2 separate regions of the Arabidopsis thaliana genome follow, and region 2 is linked to region 1. A link is a contact called in public capture Hi-C data. All regions are on one chromosome and are shown on one strand. The core of a region is the stretch at or near the end of the contact, and the rest is flanking DNA. Distances in the headings are between cores, read along the strand shown.

Region 1 (6,170 bases), core at 2,004-4,503:
GTATAGGTACATACTCATGCAATCTAATAGAGTTTCACTTTTGAACTTTATTGACTTTAAGATATTGAAAAAACAAGCACAACTATAATCATAAACAATATATACTACAAACATATATAGATCATTTTCTATAGAGGAAATTGCTAGCGTACAAATATATATGCGAAAGATTACTACAAAAGGGATTAAATAATTTATAATTGTTATAAACGAGACAAAAGTTTACATGTTTACTACTTCAAAAGGAAATGTGATTGAACTTTTCTGTTTTTGGTTAGTGGAAAACTGTAAAATTCTGCAATGGTCAAAATATTTATAATAAAAATTGACGTGAGACTGAAATTTGATACTAGTTTAGGAGAGACTTTTACTTTCTTTTTTCTGATTGAATATAAGTATTAATGGACTTTCACCTAAAAGTTAGCATGTGCCTCACGAAAGAGCCCAAGAGACAAGAAGCCCTAATTAAAACAAAAATGTTTTGTCCCCACCAAAGTAGAAACACAAGTACCTGGGGCGGTGCATTCTCATCTGACTCGAGCCGGTACTCATGCATGATCCAATCGGATTTCTTGCCATTAGGTGCACGTCCTTTGTAGAACACAAGTGTTTTCCTCATACCAATTAGTTTTGTTTTGTCGTAAACAGCTTTGTCTCTTCCCGTGGCTTTCCAAAATCCAGCCATGGTCGCTCTATTAGTTCTTGTCCCCGTTGGATATTTCTTGTCCTTGTGACTAAAAAAATACCATTCATTTTGTTCCTCATAACCGATTCGACATTGTTCTGTAACATTTAAAATTTAAGGTGATAATCAATAAAACCTTAACCAAAGTAAAATATCTCACGGTGTTCGGTAAGTAACCTTGTAGATCCCATGGTTCTATTCTGTAGAGATCGATGTCTCTGATGACGTCGAGATCAATCTTTTGCGATGCGATTTTCTTCCTTAGATAGTACCCGACAAGCTCTTCGTCCGTCGGATGGAACCTAAATCCTGGAGGAACGCTACAAGATTCCATTGGCTCCATTATTTCTACACCAACAAAATGAAACACCAAAATGAACAATAATATAAATATACATGTACGGAAATATTCTCTTATTTTCGTCTATACTTATATATAATTTTTGAGATCACAACATATGATTTCAGAAGATCTCAAATGATAACATGGGATAGTGGAAGGCGACATATTAGAGCTATAATGAAAAACATAAGCTAAATTTTGTGAAGACAAATAAGAAGAATAAGAAGAAAAATATATAATTATCATTCATAGAGTGCTATCTAACAAAATCATTTATAAAGTACTCGAGAGATAGTTGACAAAATGTTATGAGATATAAGCATATATAAAACTCATTTCGTGGTGAATTCCCACTTGCTCACCATTTAAACTCTCTCATAACATGCATAATTATGATCAATAAGTTACATATTTTTATTAATTTATATACATGCATACATACGTAAAATGATATTTACATGTATGAAATTTAGGTTTTGAGTTGAAGAAATCAAGATGAGATGCGATCATAACAAACGGACATGGGGAGTTATAATGATGCTGTTCTGTTGTACATTAATGTTAGTAAATGGCGGCAATGATCATCAAGAACGGCGTTCTTCTCAAAACTCTTTTTTTTTCTTTTTTTTTAAATTGAAATCAATTTATTATAATCATAAATATACTAAAGGCTAGGATAACCCTAGCAGTATACAAACAAAAAAAGCTTGTTCATCCAAAAAATATATCTATATAGGGGACGATGCAAACCTAGAGATTCATAAAACCCCATGTTTAATTTCTTTGTTATGACATAACGACAGAAGATTTACACTGATTTTGACGTTCCTGATCTTTAAACATTTTTCAAAGATGAATCCAGAATCGATTTAACGTTTGATCTCAATATGTAGGAAAAGCTACATACATATATTAACCAGCAAAAATATATATTTTTTTTAAAAACATGATCAAAAAAGAGAAATTAGTGATGCTCAAAAGTTACAAATGATCCATACTCGAAGTCCAGAGAACACACATACGTAACAAAAAGAAAAAATAGCACACACATACGTATAAGTAAGTATTATACTAATATGTGCTTGAAATCCCTTTGTTGATATATTAAGTTTACCTTGTAAATCTTCGCAGCCGAATATATAATTATAATTGATCGAGTATGTGACGGAAACAAAAAGAAAACCTAGGAAGATCAATGGTGGTGACTGGTGAGAACAACTTAATTAGAAAGAAGAGAGAAGTGGTGAAGAGAGGAAGAAGAAGAAAGAAGACGAATTAATGAGAAAGACGATCCCATTTGGTGAATATAAAGGTGAGGAGGAGAGAGTGTGGACCGTTCCATTGCGCGTGGCCTTCAGTACCATGTCCCCATTCATTCATTCACGTCACTCTCCTCTTGGCTTTTATTGTTTTTAATCTTTCCCGGTTTTATATATTTATTCACTCTCAATTTTATTGTTTTTGTTACACACGCTAGCTGTAAATATTTATGAATTAATCTAAAATTCTCACAGTATTCAAAAATAATAATAACAATATTTCTACACTAAATATGGGATTCGACTTTTAAAAATTATTAATTATTACCGATTAATGGAAGCAAGCCTTTCAGATATTTTCGCGGTGTGCAAATAGAATTATTGTGATTTGGTAAAGATTTAAAATATATTTACAAGAATAAGGTATTGTATAAGTTTTTCATTAATCATAGTTTGTATTTGTAGATGGTGTGGGCTTATGTAGCTTTTAAATGATCTTTTTTTTTTTTTTTTTTTTTTTTTTTTTTTTTGGCAAACCGCTTTTAAATGATCTTTGATTGACAAATAAGCTAAAAACTTTTTTTCTAATTATGTAGTTTAAAGGTAATTATGTGAAAGGTATTCAATTTTAAAACATATGGTCTAGTTTAACTTTCTTGTAATTATGTCAAAGGGATTTAATTTTAAATAACTTTCTTGAATTTTTTTTTATAATTATCTGAAAAAGATAAATGTTAAAAGATGCAGATTTTAATGAAATAAGTGGTTACAAGCAAAAATATTCAAATCTAATAATAAAAAGATAAAGAATAACCCTAATAACGTTTATGTCACAAAGTTATGAAAAACCCTTCTTCCTTCGATAAAATCACGTCGTCCACTTTGGTTTAAGTATGCTAGAGGCTAGAGAGAGTGATAACAAATATCAAAAAACAACGAAAAAAGTGAGAGACTTTAGAAAAGGTAATGGAACCGATCGAGTACAATGTATGTGAGACTTCTAAATGTAACTCCCACGTCGACGACCATGGATGGAAGAAAGTCGTGTCCTCGAAGAGCATTCGGAAGCGAAAACCAGCGGATCAGGCGGCCAGTGGAAACCAACCTACCGGTGAGGACGTTTTCCGTTCATTTGAGGAGAAAAATGCTAATGTGGAGGTGAGGAATGAAAATCTGAAGGCGAAGGAAAGTAAAAAGTCAAAACCCAAAGAAAGAGATGAAGCCTATAGTGTCTATCGATCCTTCAGATCTTGCGGCTTACCTCCTCGAAATGATCGGTAAGTCAGTCGATGCATGCGATGTGTAACTCTCATCTAGATGGATAATCCATAAATCAAAATTCATTTTTTTTTGCTAAATAAAAACTATCATATTTTGTTTGTTCTGTTTGGTTATAGAAAAAATATGCGTTTGAGTTGGAGGTTCAACTATTGCGATTTCTCGATAACTTTGGGAGAGCGATTTCCGGAGTACAATTTCCATGGCTGAAGTTGTTCAAAGAGTCTCCTTTGCGAAAGCTGATCGATGTTCCTTTATCTCATATTCCTGAACTTGTCTACAAAACATCAGTCCATTGGTTCGACGACCAACTTCCAATTATGACACTATTGTTTAATTTCGTGTAATCGTATTTTCACTCAATTGGCAGCACAACAATGAGGTGCCAAAGGTTGAGAGGATCCGGTAATTTTGGAATTCAAATTCATGATCTATGTTTTTGCTAGGCAGCATTTTTACCTATATGTCTTTTGTTAGCTAACTGACTAACTCCATTATTTTTATTACTTTTTATTTGGCAAAGCTAACTCCATAATTATGTTGTATTTTTTCTTTTACTATCAGTTGGAAAGTTTGATTGCATTAGGAATGGTACTGCGTACAAGACCTAATGCTTTGGCTATTGTATTACCGACACTGAGGGAGAACGTAAGTATCATGATCCCTAAACCTAATGCTTTGGCTATTATATTAATCAAGGACAAAACAAGCTTCCGCTTATAGTTTGGATGACCGCTCAGGTTTGTGTGATCCCTTATGTGAACTAGGACAAGTGTGTTATGAAATGTTATTGAACTATAAAATGTGGACAGGCCTCCCAAGGTGATTATCTGTAGACTTGTATTCATGGGCGCGTAACTTGTTACCACTAGTTGGAAGGAACCCTCAGTCAAGCTACCGTAGGAACCACGGCTGCAGTTGTTCAATATTTTTGTTTTTAGGATTCCGAACTGATTAATGAATGAAAATGGAATGAGAGGACAAAATTGACTTGTTCAATTTTTAAAACTGTTTGAAATATCATCATTGGGTGTAAATTCCTACCCACTCATTTGAACTAATTTAAATTGTCTCTTAAATCATTTGAAATTGTTAAGTGTATAATAACTTCATCGCAAAATTCTCAATTTTCAATTTATGTAAAATTTTAGAACCTTTTTTGTGATCAAATAATTTTAGATTTGAAATAATTTTAACAAACCCTAGATTCAATGAGGCAGAATTTAATACATTTAAAAAAAAATCAATTCAATAAAGAAAATGATCTAAAAAGAAAAAAAAAAATCAAATTACTGATCCAATATACCCCATTAAAGTTAAAGCTTTTTACATTCAATTTTGAAAAAATAAAACACTTTTCATAAATGAATTTAGCGTAACCGGCAAAAGAAGATCTTTGAGTTGGACCCGCCTAAACCTTCATGACAAAGACCTTCCTCCAAACTCATTAATCATTGAAGATTAATATTTAATAATTTTCAATTTATATTTATATATATTTCTCATAGGGCTTTAAAAGTGTAATCAAATGTTTATCGCAAGATTTAAACAAAGCAGGGAAAAACATAGTTTACAAACAAAAAACATCAAAGAATTTCAACAACAATAAATCAAAGAATGCGTAAATTATAACTACTAAACTATATTGAAGCTTAACTCGCTTGGTATATGAAAAGTTAGCCATTAGAAATGATTAAGTGAGTTTTACTAACTTAGAGCAACCCGTCTTGGAAACTTGATATAGTGTTGGGACTTGGGATATGCAACAAAACACTTGACATAGCTATGTGTATAGAGCTTCTATCTCCGAATTTTAAGATAAGTTCGGTATGGTTAATACTTAATAGTTACAAGCCATAATTAGGAATGAAAACGAACTTTTTGAAAATTTCTATTTTTGAACGTGTGTGAACTCTAACAAATAAACTGAAAGTTTTATTTTTGAAATTTTCTTGCCTTAAATGAAAGGCCAAAGTGTTTATTTATTTATTTAGGTTTCATGTATTTTCGGTATTTCTTGTCATTAATAATTTAACTATATCTCGATATTTCTTTCTCTGTTCAATAAGTTTTAAAGATCCAGGGCTTGTTGTCTTGCTACTATAGTAATCAATTACAACACACGCACACGGTTAGCATATTTCATTAACTTGTAGGTGATTAAAATAATCAATAAAAAAATGAAATCGTGAAGAGAAAGATAGACGATTATTAATCATGATATATGATAAGTGAGTGGGATATGAAAAAGTTTAGCATGTCATCGATGGTTCATAAACAGTTCCAACATCAAGCATTATAGATTTATAATTAACAAACATTATGTACATCCCTCTTTGCATTAAGTCAAATAAACCAAATGGGTTTTCATATATAAAGCATTGTGATTAGCGCCTTTTAAACTTCCAACCGATGTTTCATTTAAACCCGATAATAGGTATCGAACTATATAAACCAAACATAATCATTGCCTCACTGCCTGAATGTCAGCAATCAAAGCTTCCTAATTTTAAACGGAGATAGTACTATGTAACTAAAAAATTTTCATGCAAAAAAAAAAAAAAATTACATTAACTGCTTTAATTATTGTACATATACGTAATAA
Region 2 (6,200 bases), core at 1,438-3,937, 36 kb after region 1:
TCATTTTTTAAACTCACAACTTCAAATTTTTGACATAAGAAAATACAGACTCAAACAAAATAAGAAAAAACCCAGAAACATAAATTTTTGCCCTAGTATAATTTCTTATATTTTTGCGCTAGTTCTTATATTTCTTCTATTCAGTTTTCATGACAATTTTGCGCAAATCTAATTAATGGCCTATAGAGTTTTCATTGGGTCTTTAACAAACGTAATTATAGAAATAACCTTTTAAATATATAGAGATTTAATCACTTTTGAACTCGCAAATTCAAATTCTTCACATCAGGAAACACATAGACTCATACAAAACTAGAAAAAAAAACACAAAACAAATGTTTGCGCTAGTCTAATTTCTTATATTTTTGCGCTAGTCCTTATAGTTTTTCTATACTGTTTTATGACCATTTTGCGCTAGTCTAATTAATGGCCTATAGAGTTTTCATTGGGCATTTAACAAACGTAAATATAGAAGTAACTTTTTAAGTATTTAGAGTTTTAATCATTTTTGAACTTGCAAATTCAAATTCTTGACATAAGGAAATACAGATTCATACAAAATATGAAAAAAAAAAAAAAAAAACATAAAAATGTGTGTGCTAGTCTAATTTCTTATATTTTTGCGCTAGTCTTTATATTTATTCTATTCAGATTTCATGACTATTTTCCGCTAGTCTAATTAATGGCATATAGAGTTTTCATTGGATTTTTAACAAACGTAATTAAAGAAATAACCTTTTAAGTATATAGAGTTTTAATCATTTTTGAATTCAAAAATTCAAATTATTGACATAAAGAAATATAGATTCATACAAAATAAGAAAAAAAAAACACAACCATAAATTTTTGCGCTACTTTAATTTCTTATATTTTTGCGCTAGTCCTTATATTTCTTCTATTCAGATTTCATGACCATTTGCGCTAGTCTAATTAATGGCCTATAGAGTTTTCATTGGACCTTTAACAAGCGTAATCATAGAAATAAACTTTTAAGTATATAGAGTTTTAATCATTTTGAACTCACAATTTCAAATTCTTGACATAAGGAATTACAGACTCATACAAAATAAGAAATAAATATCAAACATAAATTTTTGCCCTAGTTTAATTTCTTATATTTTTAGGCTAGTACTTATATTTCTTCTATTCAGTTTTCATGACCATTTTACGCTAGTCTAATTAATGATCTATAGAATTTTTATTAGGTGTTTAACAAACGTAATTATAGCAATAACCTTTTAAGTATATAGAGTTTTAATCATTTTTGAACTCACAACTTCAAATTCTTAACTTAAAGAAACAAGAAAAAAAAACCACAAACATAAGTTATCATCATTCTTCCAAAAGACCAAAATAAGTCTCATTTCTATTTCGCCCATTCAATATTACGTTATCAGGAGTTATTAATTTTCCTGCATTTCTTTCTGATCTCACCACTCGAACCTGTCAAGGGAGAGATCTTCCCCATCTTGATCATCGATTCCGCGAATTGCTCGAAGAACTCTTCTTGATCCTCTGCATACTTCTTCACGAGCTCTCTCGATTGTTCGTTGCTAGAGAACAAGACTTGGTCGGAATTCAACAGTCCCATGTTCTCAATCAAGTTCTTAAAGTAGCTGTTATCAAATCTTCCAGCACTGTTGATGTCAAGCTCGGAAAGGTTCTGGTCCCCACCCGATCTAGGGCACCTTTGGCGCAAGATAGCAGCGTAGGATTTCTCTAAGGTTGTGTCGGGACTTCCGCTTCCGGATTGATTGTAAAGTCTCTGTCTGAAACTAGTGCATCTTGAGAATCCAATGGTGTGGCTCCCTGAAATTTTTTTCGGTCAGAACGTATGACACGACCATTTTGTAAGGTTTAACGTTAGCTTCCAAAGCAAGTAAAGTCAAAATCTTCCTTGTGTGTGAAGTAAGCTTACCGGATAGAGCAACGAGGTCAGTCAGATTGAGACCTTCATTGCTAAATCTCAAGAAAATTGTGTCGAACAAGTTGTCGGGTTCAGGAAGGTCTTTGTTTGGTTTAGCCCGGCTTGCAGTTGCCGAATCTCTTCTTCCCAAAGGAACCGTCCAGCTTGGCCCACCTGTCTACACAAAACCAAACGAAATTGAATCTTGACAACTCAAAGAAGTAAAAGAGAGAGCAAGAGAAAGAAAGCGACTTACAAGAACAGAGGAGTCTCTAGCAGCTAGAGTTAAGGCGTCAGCACAAGAGACAGTGTTAGGGCATTCATTCTCTAATGCTGCCTTGATCTCGTCAACAACTTCAAACCCGCGAGCCGATCTGCTGTTAGGGTTAGAGTTCTTCTCAGTAACTATACTCCCACTGGTGTCTAGAAGCAACGATCCATCACAACCCTACACATTTTCATTTAAATAGATAAGATTAATGATGATTCTCAGCATTAGTAATTAGCTTGTTGAGCAAGTTCTAAAAATGACTCTCTAGTACCTGAACGAAACAATCGTGGAAATGGAGCCTCATGAGAGAAGCAGCCATACGAGTCTCCCTTTCAAATGCCTTGGCTACAACGGACCTCACGATCTCCTCCGCTCTAGGGCACGAGCTCCTGTAGAAATCTGGGAAGAGGTTCCTTTTGTTGCCGCCAAAGTTACTCGCGTTGTCACAGATGCAGAGAGTAAGAGCGTAAGTGAGAGACAGAAGAATGAGAAAGCTCCCGATTCTTGCCATTTTCAATTGTCGCTAGCTAGATCAAGAAATAAGAAAGGAGATGACTTTGTGATGATAAGAGAAGAAGAATCGACTTGGTACCTTGATTGGAATTAATCAATTAAGTAGATATAAATCAATTTATATACAGAGAGTTTGGCGTCATGAAGAGGAACAAACAAAGGCAATAGACTTGGTACCTTGATTGGAATTAATCAATTAAGAAGATATAAATTAAAAATGACAATAATTTTTAAAAATACAGAGAGATCGTGGATTTAAATTTTGGTTTTTAAAATTACCACTATTAGTTTAATATTTAGAGAGTTTAATAATTATAAAAATATCAATTACATTTTAGTTTTCCAAAGATACCACAAAACTAAATTAAACTTTCAGTATTCAAAACTAAGGCCCTTAAACTATAAACACAAAATTTTAACCCTTAAAAAAAATACTCTAAATCTAAAATAGGTAACCCAAACCTAAAAACAATATTTTGAATCTTTGAACATCAATTTTTGATGTTGTGATATTTTTGAAAAACAAAATATTTTGATAGTATTTTTGGAACATTAAATTAATAGTAGTATTCCTGACAACAAAATTTAAAAGTGTGGTATTTTGAAGAATTGTTATTGAAAAAATGGCTTGAATTCAAAAGGACTAAATCTTGGGGTTTGGTATCCAAATGTCGCAAAGTTGCACGAGTTGTTTGACTATTTTACCGTCATTTCGGTTACATTGCTGGTTTAATGGTTTTTATAAAGTTGTTTGACCAAGTGTTATTAGCTCAATTAATATTCGATGCAAAGTTTAGATATCGTTGGTTCGAGTGACGTTTGGAACGAAACTAATATTATATGTTATGATTTCAGGTCTGGTAGGATTACGGGCTTTGTCCCAGAACCTTCAAATATTCAAAAAAAAATAAAAAATTGTTTGGTCGGAAAAAGATATATGTTTTTAACTTTTTACGGTTAAAACTAATTTTTTTGTTTGAAAGAGCAAAAATAGAACCAAAAGTTAGAAGTAGTAGTGATTAAAAAGATTAAAATAAACTTTGTAACAAATAGATGGTGATTAAAAGGTTTAAATAATCCATTTATTACCACCAGACAACGCTAATACATTTGTAAATTTTGAATAAAGATTATATATATATATATATATATATATATATCAACACATGAAGTAAACATTTAACATCGTTCAGTGATTTTGTAATGCCTGTTAATGGCTATTAAGTCGTAGGCTCAAATCTATCCATAATTCAAAGATGAATTTTTTTAATTATATATATTTTAAATGGGATATTTTTTCCAACTAAAATATTTGGCGTACTAAACGTCCAATAAAAAATATATGGATTCTTTTTAGTATATTTTTCCTGTTTAAATTTACCAATGTTTACTGATTACATTATGAGCATTAAAAGTTGTTAAGTTGCAAGTAGGGGCGGACCCACGTCTAGAGGGGGTTGGGCACGTGTCCGACATTCTTTTTCAGGAAAAACAAAATTACACATTGAATTCATTTACTGATTATATATTTTGGGCCATTAGAATAGAAAATGAATTGCCCTATCCTAATGTCCAACCCAACTCAATTAAAACGAAAATAATATTTCAGCCCAAAACAATTAAACAGAAAAGCTCATAAAAAATATGTCTCAGTCCTAAGACAAAAATAATAACCGACGGAAAGAAGAGGCATCATTGAGTACATTGACCTACTTTTTTCATTCGTTAACTAAATTTTATAAATTATTTTCTTTGTTGGTTTCTTCTCAATTTTAAGGCACTCAGCGACATATATCTAAAGTAAGTAATTTTAGTGATTATTTTATGATTAATTAATACTAAAATTGTAGTAGATGATTGAAATCATTCGTATGTTCTTTTCTATAATTTGATAATTCATTCGTAGACAAATTTCTAATCTAAATTTGGTTTCTTCAGAAGTTTAGGGCCGATTTAGACAAGAGAAGATGCGTCTGTTGAGTTGGATATACATCTTGAATAGTATATTCAAGATGAGAATGTGAAGACAAAGTTTTCTTGTCCATAAACAAAAAAGAAATTTGTCAATATTTATTTTTAGTAGAATAGGAAATTCCAATTGGTGTGGAATAAGAAAATTGTCAATTGTAAGGTTTAGGGTTGAGCAATTTTTATAAATTTCAAAAAACTGTTTCATGAAGACTTACAAGCTTAAATGTATTCTCGAGAGATGTACACAAGGTGTGGCGTCGCTCCACCAAAAATGATGCAAGATTGGTAGTTTGGTTGTGGGAGGTTGTTACTATTTCAATAACATTCATTGTAATTCTAGAGAAGAATAGTGAATGTCCTATAGCAATTTGCGGCCTTTTGTAGTGAATGAATTCTAAACTAGGTCCCTAAGATGTACATAAAAGCTATCTCCTTTAACAAATTCTGTGTAGTTAACATATTCGCACTCCAACATATAAGTAATTGAACCTATAGGCTTAGCCACAAATATGAGTTTTGACATGTTCTATAACCAAAATCGACACAACAAAAGATCTTAAAATATATGTAGAGAAATATACTGTGAACTATGCCTTGTACGGTACATAGAATTTTGGCGTTTAAAACATCGTGTTTGCTACTAGGCAAGTACAACCACAAGTATTCTACTATGAAAATTTTAAAGCTTAACATATTTACTAAACAGTAGATTAAGTCATGGCTATGTTAAGCTAACATATTACAAACGATTTTTTGTTTTCTCGATCAGTCATATATATATATTATTTATAACTTGAACGATGCATGGAATATCTTCAAAAATACATCACATCGTGTATAATATATGCATGGAATAACTAAATGTGGAGAAGCAAGCATGCCCCTATATGTCATCATTGAAATCGTGTAGACACAGACCAACTTTGGATTTCTATAATAGGATTCAAAGAGGAAAAGGATAAAACTAATAGATAAACATATGCCTTATTCACTCACATATACAACTGGACAATGAATTCGTCGAGATGCATATTTTTTTTTTTCAAAATTTCGTCGACATATTTAGAAAAGAAAAATGCAAAAAAGAAGGTGAGAATATGTTCGGCCAATTTCCTTCAAACCTAATTATTTTAAAAGATTATAGTTAGGATATCAAATATTTAGACACTACATTTTTTAAGATTTTCCATGATGTTATTTTATTTTGTTTTCATATCTCGTTATTTCTGGTCGACTTTCATGACCTATAGAGTTTCCATAAGGCCTTAAACAAACGTAACTGTAATAACATTTTAATTATAGATAGTTTCAATCATTTAAACTTACAAAATTCAAATTCTTGACACAAAGAAATACAGACTCATACAATATAAAAAAAAACATAAACATAAATTCCTTCCTCCAAAACATGTCACATTTCTATTTCTCCCATCCGATACTAGGAAATCAAGAGTTATTAATTTTCCTGCAATTCTTTCTGATCTCACCACTCGAACCTGTCAAGGGAGAGATATTCCCCATCTTGATCATCGACTCCGC

What was found. Capture Hi-C pulls out chosen DNA fragments and counts their contacts.
Region 2: a contact with region 1 is called in a capture Hi-C map of root, with 2.5 times the contacts expected there. The contact joins the promoter of AT2G18140 here to the promoter of AT2G18070 in region 1. A contact is called at or near these places in 15 of 26 Hi-C or Micro-C datasets (callus, cotyledon, leaf and 5 more), 2 of 2 datasets of contacts at active chromatin or transcription factors (seedling and shoot) and 2 of 3 other capture datasets (root and seedling).

What each region holds. Positions count from the first base shown.
Region 1 is chr2:7,849,276-7,855,445 of TAIR10.1, forward strand. It overlaps AT2G18070, which reads left to right and starts at 3,254. Exons shown (of 4, transcript NM_127363.4): 1 at 3,254-3,564; 2 at 3,936-3,970; 3 at 4,152-4,217; 4 at 4,333-4,391. The coding sequence starts at 3,254. The coding sequence ends at 4,391. It overlaps VND1 (vascular related NAC-domain protein 1), which reads right to left and starts at 2,278. Exons shown (of 4, transcript NM_001335579.1): 1 at 2,143-2,278; 2 at 863-1,033; 3 at 512-783. The coding sequence starts at 1,028.
Region 2 is chr2:7,886,191-7,892,390 of TAIR10.1, forward strand. AT2G18140 (Peroxidase superfamily protein) reads right to left here and starts at 2,688. Exons shown (of 4, transcript NM_127371.1): 1 at 2,449-2,688; 2 at 2,163-2,354; 3 at 1,919-2,084; 4 at 1,394-1,809. The coding sequence starts at 2,688. The coding sequence ends at 1,394. It overlaps AT2G18150 (Peroxidase superfamily protein), which reads right to left. Exons shown (of 4, transcript NM_127372.4): 4 at 5,844-6,200. The coding sequence ends at 6,108.